2 separate regions of the Sus scrofa genome follow, and region 2 is linked to region 1. The links are chromatin contacts, called in public HiChIP or PLAC-seq maps. All regions are on one chromosome and are shown on one strand. Each heading gives the region's core, a stretch centred on a gene start, on an enhancer-like site or on the middle of the called end of the contact. The rest is flanking DNA. Distances are from core to core; before and after follow the strand shown. Region 1 overlaps TRAF3IP2 (adapter protein CIKS). Region 2 overlaps FYN (FYN proto-oncogene, Src family tyrosine kinase).

Evidence for each region. HiChIP or PLAC-seq counts read pairs in DNA pulled down with a chosen protein or histone mark.
Region 2: an H3K27ac HiChIP or PLAC-seq map of skeletal muscle shows a contact between it and region 1. The contact joins two enhancer-like sites. A contact is called at or near these places in 6 of 47 Hi-C or Micro-C datasets (brain, embryonic fibroblasts, epiblast stem cells and 3 more) and 2 of 2 datasets of contacts at active chromatin or transcription factors (alveolar macrophages and skeletal muscle).

What each region holds. Positions count from the first base shown.
Region 1 is chr1:77,484,724-77,491,379 of Sscrofa11.1, reverse strand. The region is part of intron 8 of TRAF3IP2 (adapter protein CIKS); the gene reads left to right. Among named protein-coding and RNA genes, the nearest start is that of TRAF3IP2, 53 kb to the left of the region's middle. Within about 2 kb of position 3,434, at least 9 of the 83 cell types and tissues checked have an H3K27ac peak or open chromatin away from gene starts, as enhancers often do. A contact at or near this core is called in skeletal muscle, where this site is marked.
Region 2 is chr1:77,586,223-77,592,878 of Sscrofa11.1, reverse strand. The region is part of intron 10 of FYN (FYN proto-oncogene, Src family tyrosine kinase); the gene reads left to right. Among named protein-coding and RNA genes, the nearest start is that of TRAF3IP2, 48 kb to the right of the region's middle. Within about 2 kb of position 3,153, at least 26 of the 83 cell types and tissues checked have an H3K27ac peak or open chromatin away from gene starts, as enhancers often do. A contact at or near this core is called in skeletal muscle, where this site is marked.

The DNA.
Region 1 (6,656 bases), core at 2,185-4,684:
TCAACAGGTTGTACCACTCGGTTCAGCAGCGTGAATCAGGAAGGTTTTAGAGCCTTATCTCCTAGACCATCGCTGTCCTAATTGTTCAGACAGCCATCACACACAAAGAAGCAGTTTGTGTTTTAACTCAGCAGACAGAAAGAGACTGTTCATCTGATATTTCTTATCTCTTGTACATAAAAGTCAAGATGGGGGCTTTTTTTTTTTTTTTTGCTGGCTGTTCCTCAGAAGTGTTTTGCTTCGTAGAGTTCAGCTCTCAGAGCTGTAGCATACTGGGAATTAATCCTACGCAGTCACCAAAAGAACTTTGCTGTGGTTCATGTGAGTTTTCCCCAGAAGGGCAAGCCAGCTCATTTGAGGAATGGGGACAAAAAACATCCGAGGCCCCATGCCAGGCGGGGTGAAGGGAAGGAAACAGAGTAGCAAACGTCTTGGCAGCCAGACCACGGCACACTAATCTCAGGCCCAGCCCCACCCTGGAGGTTCCCTCAATGCCAGGACCGCCTTGAGACTTCTGCTCCAGATGAGGGCACGTCCAGTTTATGGGGAAGGGACCCCCTGGGGTTGCACAGTTCACAACCTGCCCCATAGTGTGCTTTCCCTCCCTCACCCAGGCTCGCTCTGTGCTCACTGCAGGATCCCCGTCCTGGTCTCCCTGGCTCCACCTTGACCCTGTAGCAGCCTCTGCTCTGCCATCAAAGTGGAGCATCCACAATGTAGATCTGATCTCCCCTCAGCCTAGAAATTGTGTGGCAGTTTCCTGACTACAAGATCACATTCATCTTCCTTAGCGGGATGCCGGAGGCTCCTGAGGAGGGGCTGTGCCCACTTACTCCGCTTCCCCTCTAGCCGCTGGATGCACACGCGACTCTGCTCTGGTCACAGTGGACTGCTGCAGCATGCCCTCACACACATGCCACACCCATTTGTGCCTCTCTGCCTCTGTGCTCTGTTCCCTGTGCTTGCAATGCCCTTCCCTGACTGGCGGCACCCAGTCTCTGCAGCTTCTCCTGAGCTCTCCTCCCCCTACGCCTGCATACCAGACAGTCCCTTTAACTATGGTACCTTGAGTGGGTGGCATGTGGTGATGGGTGGCGGTATTGGGAGTAATTGTTTCGAGTTACTGGAGCACGGTGATAGAAAAAGCAGACCAATTTTGTTGGTTTTGTTTATGCTTTTTAAACTTCTGCCACGATTCCTTTTTTCCTTGCACTCAGGGCATGCAGTTGCCTGGAAAATAGTTACATTTTGGGAGTTCCCGTCATGGCACAGTGGAAACAAATCCAACTAGGATTCATGAGGTTGTGGGTTTGATCCCTGGCCTTGCTCAGTGGGTTAAGGATCCGGCGTTGCTGTGAGCTGTGGTGTAAGTTGCAGACATGCCTCGGATCCTGCATTGCTGTGGCTCTGGCGTAGGCTGGCAGCTATAGCTCCGGTCTGACCCCTAGCCTGGGAACCTCCATACGCTGCAAGTGCAGCCGTAAAAACCAAAAAAAGAAAGAAAGAAAGAAAGAAAGAAAGGAAGGAAGGAAGGAAGGAAGGATGGGTGAAGGAAGGAAGGAAGGAAGAAAGAAAGAAATAAAGAAAGAAAGAAAGAAAGAAAGAAAGAAAGGAAGGAAGGAAGGAAGGATGAAGGAAGGAAGGAAGGAAGGAAGGAAGGAAGGAAGGAAGAAAGAAAGAAAGAAAGAAAGAAAGAAAGAAAGAAAGAAAGAAAGAAAGAAAGAAAGAAAAAGAAAATAGTTACAATTTGACTACATCCAAAGTCCCTGACTCCTCAAGGTAGTAACTGTGTCTTTCTCATTTGGGTTTCCTCAGTGCCCAGCAGGGTGCCTGACACGCAGCAGGTGCTGCCTCCAAGCTCGTCTTGGGATCCCCAGATGAGTCCTCATCTACTCAGAGGAAAATCCATGAGGCCCTACCTGATGCAGCCTCTCTACTTCCAGGACCCTTCTGCTCTCTTCCATTCACTCTTCTCTGGCTGCACTGGCCTTGCTACTCCTTGAACAGGCCCGTTAAGCTTCCAGCACAGGGCCTTTGCTCTTCTACCTGCCTGGTCCCAGGCATCCTCAAAACTTGCTCCCTCTACTCTTTAACGTCTTTGCTTATTTTCTCAGTGAGACCATTTCTAAACACCATATTTATTTACTTGTTTGTTATTTTTAGGGCCACACCTGCGGCATAAGGAAGTTCTCGGGTTAGGGGTCAAATCAGAGCTGCAGCTGCCAGCCTACAGCACAGCCACAGCAACGCCAGATCCCAGCTACATCTGCAACCTGTGCCGCAGCTTGTGACAATGTCAGATCCTTAACCCACTGAACGAGGCCAGGGCTTGAACCCACATCCTCTTGGATACTAGTTGGGTACTTAACCTGCTGAGGAACTCCCTAAACACCCTATTGAAAACTGCCCATCTTTCATCCCTGCCCAGCACTCCCTACCCCTTTCTCAGTTTTGTTTTTTTGTTTGTGTTTTTGGTCTTTTTGTCTTTTTCTAGGGCCACATCTGCGGCATATGGAGATTCCCAGGCTAGGGATCGAATCGGAATTGTAGCCACCAGCCTATGCCAAAGCCACAGCAACATGGGATCCGAGCCACGTCTGTGACCTACACCACAGCTCATGGCAATGCGGGATCCCCAACCCACTGAGCGAGGCCAGGGATCAAACCCGAAACCTCATGGTTCCTTGTCAGATTCGTTAACCACTGAGCCACGATGGGAACTTCTCTTTCCCTGTTTTATTTTTCTCTACAGCCTGTATTAGTATTGAACACACTCTGTCTTTTACTTATTCGTTATCTGTCTTTCTCCAGCAGAGTGTCCACTGTCTGAGGGCAGTCTGCAACTACACCCTCACCGTCCCTGGTTTACGGGTTCTGCTCTTGCCTGATAACTAGGAACTGGTGGGCTCCTTCTGCGGGCCAGACCTGTGGCTGGAGTGAAAGGATGATGAATTAGCTTAGGCCCCCAGCCCTGGCATACTTCTGCCGCAAGCCACGGGGGAATTCACATCAGTCAGCATGACCTCTGTCCTACCCCTTTTATGGGAGGGTGGTGAAAGGCAGCTGAAAGGCACAGGGCAGGTAGCCTGGGAGGCTGCTGGAAGATGCCGGCACATGTGCTTTCCATAACGAGCCGCACAGCCTGCTCGGAGCCAAGAGCCTTTCACACACACGGCCCTTCCAAAAGCAAAACGGTCCAACTCCCAGGAGAGCTGAGTACCAGACGCCCGAGAAGGGCAAAGCCATGGAGGTGTGGGAACTGAGCCTAGGATCTGGAATCCAGGTTTTTCTCTAATGGCTTTTGCTCCTGTCATTCTCTCTCCCATAGGAACACGTGCCCACCTGGCTTCAGAACACTCACATCTACAGCTGGCCCAAGAATAAAAAAAATATCCTGCTGCGGCTGCTCAGAGAGGAAGAGTACGTGGCTCCTCCCCGAGGGCCTCTGCCCACCCTTCAGGTGGTCCCCTTGTGACCCCTCCACCCCTAGATCAGGCGGGCTGGCAGCATGCAGGGCTGTTGTTTTCAGTCCCTCTGGCCCCAGAAAACCTGTTCTGCAGAGTACTCTTCTCCTGAGACCTTGGGGGACTTGACTTTGAAACAGAGGCCACCAAACAGTCTGCCGTGTCCAGAATGAGCGCTCAGCACTCAGCAAGTGGATAATACCAGTGACGTTGCTGTAACTGTAAACGACCACAAACACTCTCCCATTGCTCAGAGCTACTTTTCCGCGTTAGCCCGGTGCTGGGTGTGCTCAGACCAAACTGATGCATGGACAAATAATAAAATATTGACTCTTTTGTAAACCTGCATGTCACTTATCTCAGAGGAGATAGATACATAGTAATTGACATGGACAGTTGCTTCCAGGGATATCAGTAAAGCTGCTTAAATATAATATTAGACAAATGTAACGAACTGCCTCGTACTAAAGAATTAAGGCCAGATAGTTAAACAATCCCTTTCAATTTAATCTGGGGAGGTTTATTCCTGCAGTAGAGTTTTTAAACAAAGAAACTTTGTTCCCCACCACCATGATTCTAAATAAAATCATAGTTCCTAGGGTCTGGGCTGTAGACGTCAAAAAATCTGTGTACTGTATGAAGTGACGACAGGGAATGTACAATGCAGGCTAGAACTGTGGCTTGGGAGATCTGTGTTCCAGTCTTGGGTCTGCCACTAACTAGCTATGTGACCCGGAGCAAATCTTTTCACTCTTCTGAAACTCCAGGGACTTATTTGTATAATTTCATGGACAGAAGTTTCTTTAATGACTCTAAAAGGTTTAAGACCTAGAAACTAAATTCTAAATACTCCTGAAGAACGTATGAGTTTTTCTGGAGTTCCAGTTGTGACTCAGTGGGTTAAGAAGTCAACATACTGTCTGTGAGGATTTGGGCTCTATTCCTGGTCTCGCTCAGTGGTTTAAGGATCCAGCATTGCCATGAGCTGTGGTGGAGGTCAGCACCTGCAGCTCTGATTTAACCCCTCGCCTGAGAACTTCCATATGCTGCACCTCGGCCCTTAAAAGAAAAAAGAAAAAAAAAAAAATGACTGCGTTTTCTTTTTCATAATAATCTCCTAGGGAATGGAAGCGCATTTTTTTTTTTTTTTTTTTTTACAGAAGGGACATTTTCTTCTTTTTAAAATATCTTCAATAATACCCTCACATGAATAATTTGGAAATACATATCTTGCTCATCTGATTGATAGCCAAAAAAATACAGACATATCCATATGTAAAATATGTACATGTGTGTGTGAATATAGATATTATATATAGAATATGTATAGCATGGAATTCTCTATATCCAGATTATATAATATATATATTCCATATATATTCTACACAGAACAAAGTGAAATGACTGCAGGGGGCCCAAGATAATACCCTGATCTGAACACTTTTGCAGAGTGAGACCTTCTGCTTTCCCTTCTCTGTCTACCTAACTTTTTTTTTTTTTTTTGTCTTTTTTTTTTTTGCTATTTCTTGGGCCACTTCCGAGGCATATGGAGGTTCCCAGGCTAGGGGTCCAATCGGAGCTGCAGCCACCGGCCTACGCCAGAGCCACAGCAACGCGGGATCCTAGCCGAGTCTGCAACCTACACCACAGCTCACGGCAACGCCAGATCGTTAACCCACTGAGCAAGGGCAGGGACCGAACCCGCAACCTCATGGTTCCTAGTCGGATTCGTTAACCACTGCGCCACAAGGGGAACTCCCAGCCTACCTAACTTCTTAAACAAGGCTCAATTGTGTTACAATATAGTTCAGCCCATATATGTCACCATAGGGAAGACAAATATTTATCAACTATATAAGAAGAAACTTTGCTGATAAATTGCAAAGAACACCACTTTAATTTATATTATAACCTAGATGTCTACTGGGTACAGTGAATGTAGTTTTTTAAAACTAGGAAAAGAAGGAGTTCCCATCAGGGCGCAGTGGAAACGAATCTGACTAGGAACCGTGAAGTTTCGGGTTCGATCCCTGACCTCGCTCTGTCGGTGAAGGATCCAGTGTTGCCGTGAACTGTGGTGTAGGTCACAGATGTGTTGTGGATCTGGCATTGCTGTGGCTGTGGTGTAGGCCGGCAGCTGTAGCTCTGATTCAACCCCTAGCCTGGGAATCTCCATATGCCGCCGCAGGTGTGGCCATAAAAAGCCCAAAAAAGCAAAAAAAAAAAGAAAAGAAAGAAAGAAAGAAAAAAAAGCTATATACCTGAAGTACTCATTGTGTAAGACTCTGACGAGTATCTTTAACATCATGGCATTTGAAACCTGGAAAAACGGACATACTTATTTGATTAAATTGAAATGCCTGGAAAACACCCCAAACACAATATCAAATCTTCTCTCTTTTGATGATCTTTTTTGAAGGTCAACCATCAATAAGGATTCTACACACAGTTGTAAATAAAATGGCATCAGCCAATGATTACCCTGAATGTTTCTAGGTTGCGGAGGTTTAATAATGTGATTACCTCTCCCTCCCTTCGGAGACTGGTCCTGAGCCCTCAGCCACCACTCCGCCCCCAAATGAATGATGAGGGAAGTCCCTAGGGTTCCACAAATAGTCACTATAGTGTTTCAGCTGGTAGCACTGGTAACAACAACAACAACAAAACTAAACCAAAAAAACCTACACACACACACACAAAACACACCTGGCCAAGTGATAGATCTTTGACCCCTAGAGTTTCTATGGAATCTGACGACTACGAACATCAAAGGAATTTTAACAACTATTTTAGAGCACTGACACTGAGATTAACACTTGGTTTATTTAGACATTATCCTGGTCCCCTTGCATTCATCTGCAGATATGTGGGGGGTGGAAGCGGGGTAGGGCCAACTCAGTAGAAATCACCTCAGCCTCAGGCTTGATTCAGACCTAAACTGATTTTAGAGGTGAGAATGCAAGGTTCGATTCTTGTCTGATATTTTCTAATGGAAAATGTAAAATGTAATTTTTAATTTCAGGGACCAGTTTCAAAATATCTGCCTGTTTAGTTAATTTCTATATTATTTAAAAAGGAGTTCCTGTCATGGCACAGCAGAAACAAATCGGACTAGGAACCATGAGGTTGCAGGTTCGATCCCTGCCCTTGCTCAGTGGGTTAAGGATCCAGCGTTGCCATGAAATGTGGTGT
Region 2 (6,656 bases), core at 1,904-4,403, 100 kb before region 1:
AACACACACACACCATTCCATCATTATCATCCCGAGAGGTACCCTAGAAAACACAGACCCTAGAAAACACAGACCCTAGAAAACACTTACCTTATGCTACCAGTTAAAAATATCCATTGTTTCCCATTGGCTTCCAGATGCATTTCAGAAGCCCTTGTTTGGCATAGTCCTTTATAACACTTTCCTTCAATCATTCCCCATGTATTTTTTTGAGTACCTGCTATATGCTGGGTACCACTTAGGCACCAGGAGTATAGCAGTGAGCCAATAAAGAAAGGCGTCTTCCCTCCTAAACTTCTGAGTCTCACAGGAGACAGACAAGAAGCAAAGGTAAGTGAGCAAAATATGTCCAGTGTTGGTGGTAATGTGTAGGGAGAGAAATAAACCAGGGAAGGGGATAGAGGGTGGCAAGGAAGGACCTCCCCAGGAGGTGGACATCTGAGGAAAGACCTGAAGGAAGGGAGGCTCAGGGTCCATCCCTGGAGAGGAGTCTTCCTTTGGAGGGAACCAGACCACAGAGGCCCTGCAGAACCACAGTGAGGCTGGGGTGGCTGGAGCAGAAGGAACAGGAGGGCCTTCCTAGGTCATGAACAGGACTTTTGCATGTGCTTGTTGTGAGTTAGGGGTCAGTGAGGGCCTTGAGCAGGTGGTATGTCTCGACATGCTTTCTCTGTTATCACTTCCTGACCCTTCACACCAAAAGAGCCCTTCAGACATGCAGGTCTGTCTGCTCTGCTCCACTGTCCACCTTGGAATCCTTCAGAGCCCAATGCAAACCTCCTCTCCTTGCGTAGCCTTCTCCACGTCTCTTCTTGGGGTGCCCTTCTGCTTGCTTCCGTGCACTGGGTACATCTCTCTTGAAGCTCTTGTGTGTCTCTGTTTCTCAGTAGCTCTGAACTCTGAGAAGAAGGGGGCTTGTATATGTTTCCTGTGCCCAGCACAGTGTGTGCCCCACAGTACACTCTTAAGTCTAAGCAGAGGCGGGGAGGGGGGACAATTCTACCTATATGAGGCTTCTGAAATAAGACCTTGCCCGTAGCCTGCAAAGCCTTTTGACTCTATTTCATCATCTCCACACATAAATATAGCATGTATTTTCCCGGCCACAAAATACCCTCTGTCCTCAAAGCTGTTCTGGGAAATTGACCCCATGGTCCGTTCAAACACCATGTCCCAGCGCTGTTCTAGGCAGAACATCCCGGCCGTTCTGTGCCCTGGCTCTCAGCTGAACACCTGCTTTGGGAATTTGGCAGGATCTGGCAAAGCAGGAACATTCTCTTAAGCATATCACATTTATTCATGCATTTGAAGTGCTTTCAAATCATCTCACCAGAGACAGCTGCCTGACTTTCATGAATGCATTTTGTCACTTGATAATGATTTGAGGAGGAAGATAAATTAGGGAATCTGTAGCACTTCCCTTAAAGAATTAGAAGCCTCCACCTTTGTCCTCCCTCTGCCCCACCCAGATGCTTCAGACGGAGCCTGAACTGTAGACTCTGTGTTCAGCAGCCCGTCACTGTCGCCTGCACGCCTCTCTCCCCCCGCTGTGCCCAGCATGCCCACAAAAGCAGAGTTTTTTGGGGGTGGGAAGAGGTTAGGACTTTGCAGCCTGGAGAATGGGACACAGGAAAACCCTGTAACCTCAGCCAAGGGTGCTTTGTCCTCTGCCCCATCCACAGTCCCCAGGCTTCTCCTCACAGTGTTCTCTCCAGAAGGAATCCTGCCTGTAATGCCCTGGAGTCACGTTGTCACCTCCCCTTACAAGGTTTCTCTTGGCCAGTGTGCTGGTGAAGGAGGAGGGAGGGCAGCCAGGGAGTCCTGCCTTCTGCAGCTCTTCCCTCTCAGCTGGGCTGGGCGCTTCCATGGCCTTCCTAGGGGGCACCCTCCCTCCCTTTCCCTTTCCCCTTTTCTGGGACAAAGGAGCTCTTCAAGAACTGGTACTGTCAGCTTTAAATAAGCCACGTACGTGTGTTATGGTACCTGAGTGGCCATCATTTCTGTATTTATCAATACCGTGGGCTTAATAAAAACAGCTGTCCTGAGGCGATCTGCTTAAGATGAGGAAAGAGAAACAAAACTAGTCATTTTTGTGCCTTCTCAAAGTCATGCCTTCGTTTTCAGCAATTCTCTTTGAGCAGCATCTATCTGCCCAAAATCTGGACTTTGATCTCATAACCGCAGCCTAACTTGAAGCGTCCCAGTTGTTGCCCAGTCAGATAACGGGAGCACATGAGGATCTGATAGCATGCTCATGCTGAGCAAGCACCATTAACTTGCTCCCCTTCCTTCCTCCCTCAGCACTCAGCACTCGCACAGCACCGCTCAGCACACAAGTAAACATGAGGGCTTTTTGTAGGGTTTATGCAGAGAAGCCAGGGGGAGCCTCTGACGGAAAGCCTCATGCACAATAGGGTATAATTTCCTTTCAGCGGAAAGCTCGCTTTGCAAAAGCTGGATATCTGAGAACATGAACATCCCTCCCATTGTCAAAATGCTTAATTATTCACCTGGCACGCAAATCCAGGTTCTCGCAACCCCTCATTCCAATCCAGATGCAGACCTGAACGGGTACCAGCAAAAATCCCTAATGGTGCAGAGGTGGCCCCTCAGAGATCCATATTAAGGAGCTGCACAAACCGAGAGCCATGAAGCCCAACACCTTCCGTTCATAGAAGACTTCTTTTCTGACAGCAGAAAACACGGTGGATGTTGAGGTGTTTTGTTGGCAAAAGAAGACACCGAGGCCAGCGGAAGTCAAGGCACCTACTGAGAGGCACAGACTCAGAAGTGATGAAGGGGCCAATGCAAATGAATTGTTTTCTCCCTTGGAGAGTCTGCAAGAAAATCAAGGAGGTTCCCCTGAGTTCATATGTAGCTCAAGAAGAGGAATAGGAAAGTGCAAAAAAAAAAAAAAAAAAAAAAAAAGAGGGAGGGAAAAAAAGAAAGAAGGGGAAGAAGACACACATGTGAAAGTAGGCGTTGCTGGCAACCATACCTAGGAAGGGTTGGAAAGTGAGAGTGGAAACCTGACCTCAATTCAGAAACCAAGAGGAAGCCAGCAAAATGATTTGGAAAGGATAATCGGGTCATAATGGCAGGAAGTGAATACGGTCCACTTGGCAGGAGAATCTCAGCTGCAGGGTTTGGGGCAGACCGGCTAGAAATGGTGCTGCCAGCAACCACGTGGGAAAGCCTGACTGCAGGGTGACAGGAAGATCCCGGGAAGAGGAATTTGAGATCGAACCCCAGCACAGCAGATGACGCAGGTTTTCTGTGAACTGATACCACTGGACTGTGTCCTAGGAGAGTGACCCATGGAAAGGCCCCGTTTTCCTGACCCACCCCAGCGAGAGAGCAAGAGGGTCAGCAGCCACGGCAGTGGGGACAGAGGAGGACAGGGCTGGCCTGAAAACAGCTAGCGAGTCTCCTCTCTGGCCGCCAAGCCCTGCGCCTTTTCTCTGATGGGGAGGTTGGGAACCAGGCAACGTGCCCTGGGAAGCTTTGTGACCATGACTCTTCCCACGGTCAGATGCCACTGGCGGATAGAGGCCATCCTCCTGTTGCAAAACGGTCTCTGTTGCCACTGCCACTAGGAACCATCGTTGGCAGAGTTTCCCTGAAACCTGTCCCTACACCATATTTTAAAGTTTCTGTCTTTTCTGTTTCTCTCCTGGCATTCTCTCCACTGAAGGAGAGGAAAAAAAAGGAAGCGCGTTCCCAGGCACACCCCTGCCTGGAGGGGTGAGAGGAGGAGCAGGAAGAGGGTGCAGGCAGAAAGGAGGTGGAGAGCAGATGCATCCAGGGAGCTGACAGCCCCCCACCCCCCAGCAGGACTGAGTCCAGCTCCGCCCCTGGTCACAACTGCCCCGGGAGCAGGCTGCCTCGGGAGACGCTACATGTTGATGGTCAAGTTACTGCACCAGCTGCAGCCAAGGCTCAGGCAGAGCTCTGGAAAGATGGGCTTGACCCAAGCAGCCAATTAAACTTTCCACTGGTGGAGACTGAATCAAGAGTTTTAAAATAATACGTGAAATCTTTCCAGTTGAGCAGTTCGTTTTGTCATAACACGAAACAGTTATTGACAGAAGCACCACAGAGCAAGAGGAGAATGACTCAGGAAACTCCGGGGTGTCGTTTTGGACGGTCCCTGGGCCAGAAGAGAGCATTAAAAGGCATGGGGTGGGGGGTGCAGGTTATAAGTACCTGTCAGACCTGAGGGTCAGATCTTCCCTTCGATCCTCGCAGGGCGGGGGATAAGGGGATTTCTGCAGGTTTGGGCTGTGTGGTTCTGAGATATTATGAAACCAAGGGCTGTGCTGAAATACAACGCAAATGCTTTGGACAGTGCCAGTCCTGAGACATGCTTATGCTCTCTTCCTAACCTTTCCGGGCCGCTGGAATGTGGTGGCTGCTGTCCCTTGTGCCACGGCTGCCCAGCCACAGCCCTTGGGACTGAATGTGCTTCAGAGTCAGAATTTTTTCTTTTAAGGAAGCCCATACAGAATTTTTTTTTAAGGATGTCCATTTCTTTAAGGAAATGAAAAAAAAAAAATAGACCATAATTTATATAACACCCTAGGAGAGTCTGGGACTGCACTCTGTTCAAACACATTCTTACTTCTGCAACGATACGTATGAAGAAATAAAAACAGTCAACAGCCTCATACCCGGTCAAATTTTATGGCCAAATGAGATGAGTTCCCAGAACTTTTGGTTTGCAGAGGTTGTTGGATTGGGGAATTGCAGATAAGGAAATGCTCATCCCTGCCCCTATTTGTCCAGAGCGCTGTGGGATGCTCTCCTGGCAGCCCTCCCTTCTCCCCTTGCTTCTGGATCGCTGCCCCATCTGGTTGTCATTTGAGTTTTCAGTAGTTGGAGGAGGGTGTAAGGCAGTTAGCCACAGAGCTGACCAAACATCCAACTGAAGAGAACCCCCGGTAAAGTCAGGGAGGGCACAGAGGCGGGGGACCCAGACTCACTCACCGAACCTCTCACTAAAATAAGGGTCACTCTGAAATGTGAGCAAGGTTATATTAGGATAATTACATTGAAAGCCTTCCTCAGCCCAGCAGGAATAATCCATGGACTTTATCCCCTCCAGGAAGTATGGTGGCAGAGAATAAGAAAGCATCCTAAAAAGGTTTTGGATAAGCATGTGGCTGACAGCCCCAGGAGCCCAGATAAACCCAGCTCCAAAAGCAGCAACAGAACAAAGAGAGATGGCAACAGATCCCAAAGTCTGAGTGTCCCCTACCCATGGGACAGGGTTGTGATCTGAGCCCAGCTGCTGTGGCCAGTCCTGCAGGGTTCTAGCCAGTGGGTGGCCACTATCATCCAGAATTAAAGAGGCTGCCACATGCCTGCGCTGTGTCCTGCTGATTATATTCCTGAGAGCAAGGGGGAAAAAACCTGGGTTTCTGAATGGTTGGGACTCAGGTTCCTGATTTTATAAATTAACTGGGTCAGAAGTTGGAGAGGATTCTAGAGGGTAGACTCAGTCAGGGCCAGGGAGCAGCCGAAACAGACAAGGGCTTGGCAGGTGATGGCAGAACAAGACATGGCCCCCCAAATGGAAGGGAAACCAGAAAAGAGCGCCTGACAGTGATTGGGGAAAGGGCCAGGGCCTCCGGCTCCCCCTGAGCATGGTATTTCCTGTTCTGTCAAGAAGGCCAGCGTGCAGAGAGGCTGCACCTCTCAGGGGTTAGCAGTCTCCCAGAATGTCTCCTGGTAGCTCCATGCAGCCTGAGGTTTCAGCATCGGACAGCCCCCCACCCCACCCCACCCCCCAGAGGTCACAAAGGTCTCCAATGACAGATGGCCTGTCCAAGGTCATCTGTAAACACAGACACCCTGTCTCCCCATCAGAGTCAGCAAACCTCGGGGCACTTGGGGGTCGAGGGGCTGGACGGTGCCTAGCATGGTCACGTGATGTCAGATTGTGGCTGGTGGGGCGCCAGAGCTTCCCCAGGCGCGAGGACAGCCAATTGAGGAAGTTCATCAATAGAGCTTATAAACAAAGGACAGTTTCCTTTTCATTCCATGGATTTTTTTTTTTGTCTTCATATATATATATATATATTTTGTCAGTTTAATGGAAGTATCATTTACATATAACAGAATTCAACAGTTTTAAGAATTCAGTGAGTTTTGACAGTCTCACCACCACATACAGGATATAGGACATGGGTTGGCAGACTGCAGCTTGTGGGCCAAATCCAGCTCCCACCCCGTTTTGGTTTGATACATTGTTAGAGTTGTTAAAAAAATAAATAAAGGAAAGATGTGCAACCTGCAAACCCTACAGCCTTTACTATCTGACCTTCACAGAGATGATTTGCTGATAGAGAACATTTCCATCACCTCAGTGTTCCCTGCGGCCCCTTCCCGGGGTTCCCCGCCCCCTCCCCCTGGCAACCACTGATCTGCTTTTTATCACTGTGGTTTTGCCTTTTCTAGAATTTCATATCCATGAAATCATACAGTACGGGTTGCCTTTTGTGTCTGGCTTTTTTCACTTATAATGCTTTTGAGATTCATCCTCTGGGGCTTTGCTTGGGTCAGCAGTGAGGTCCTTTTTTATTTCTGAGTGGTGTGAGATCCCCTTAAAGGCGGGGTTCGACTCTGGGTGAACAGGGGGGCCCTCAGCCTGTTTT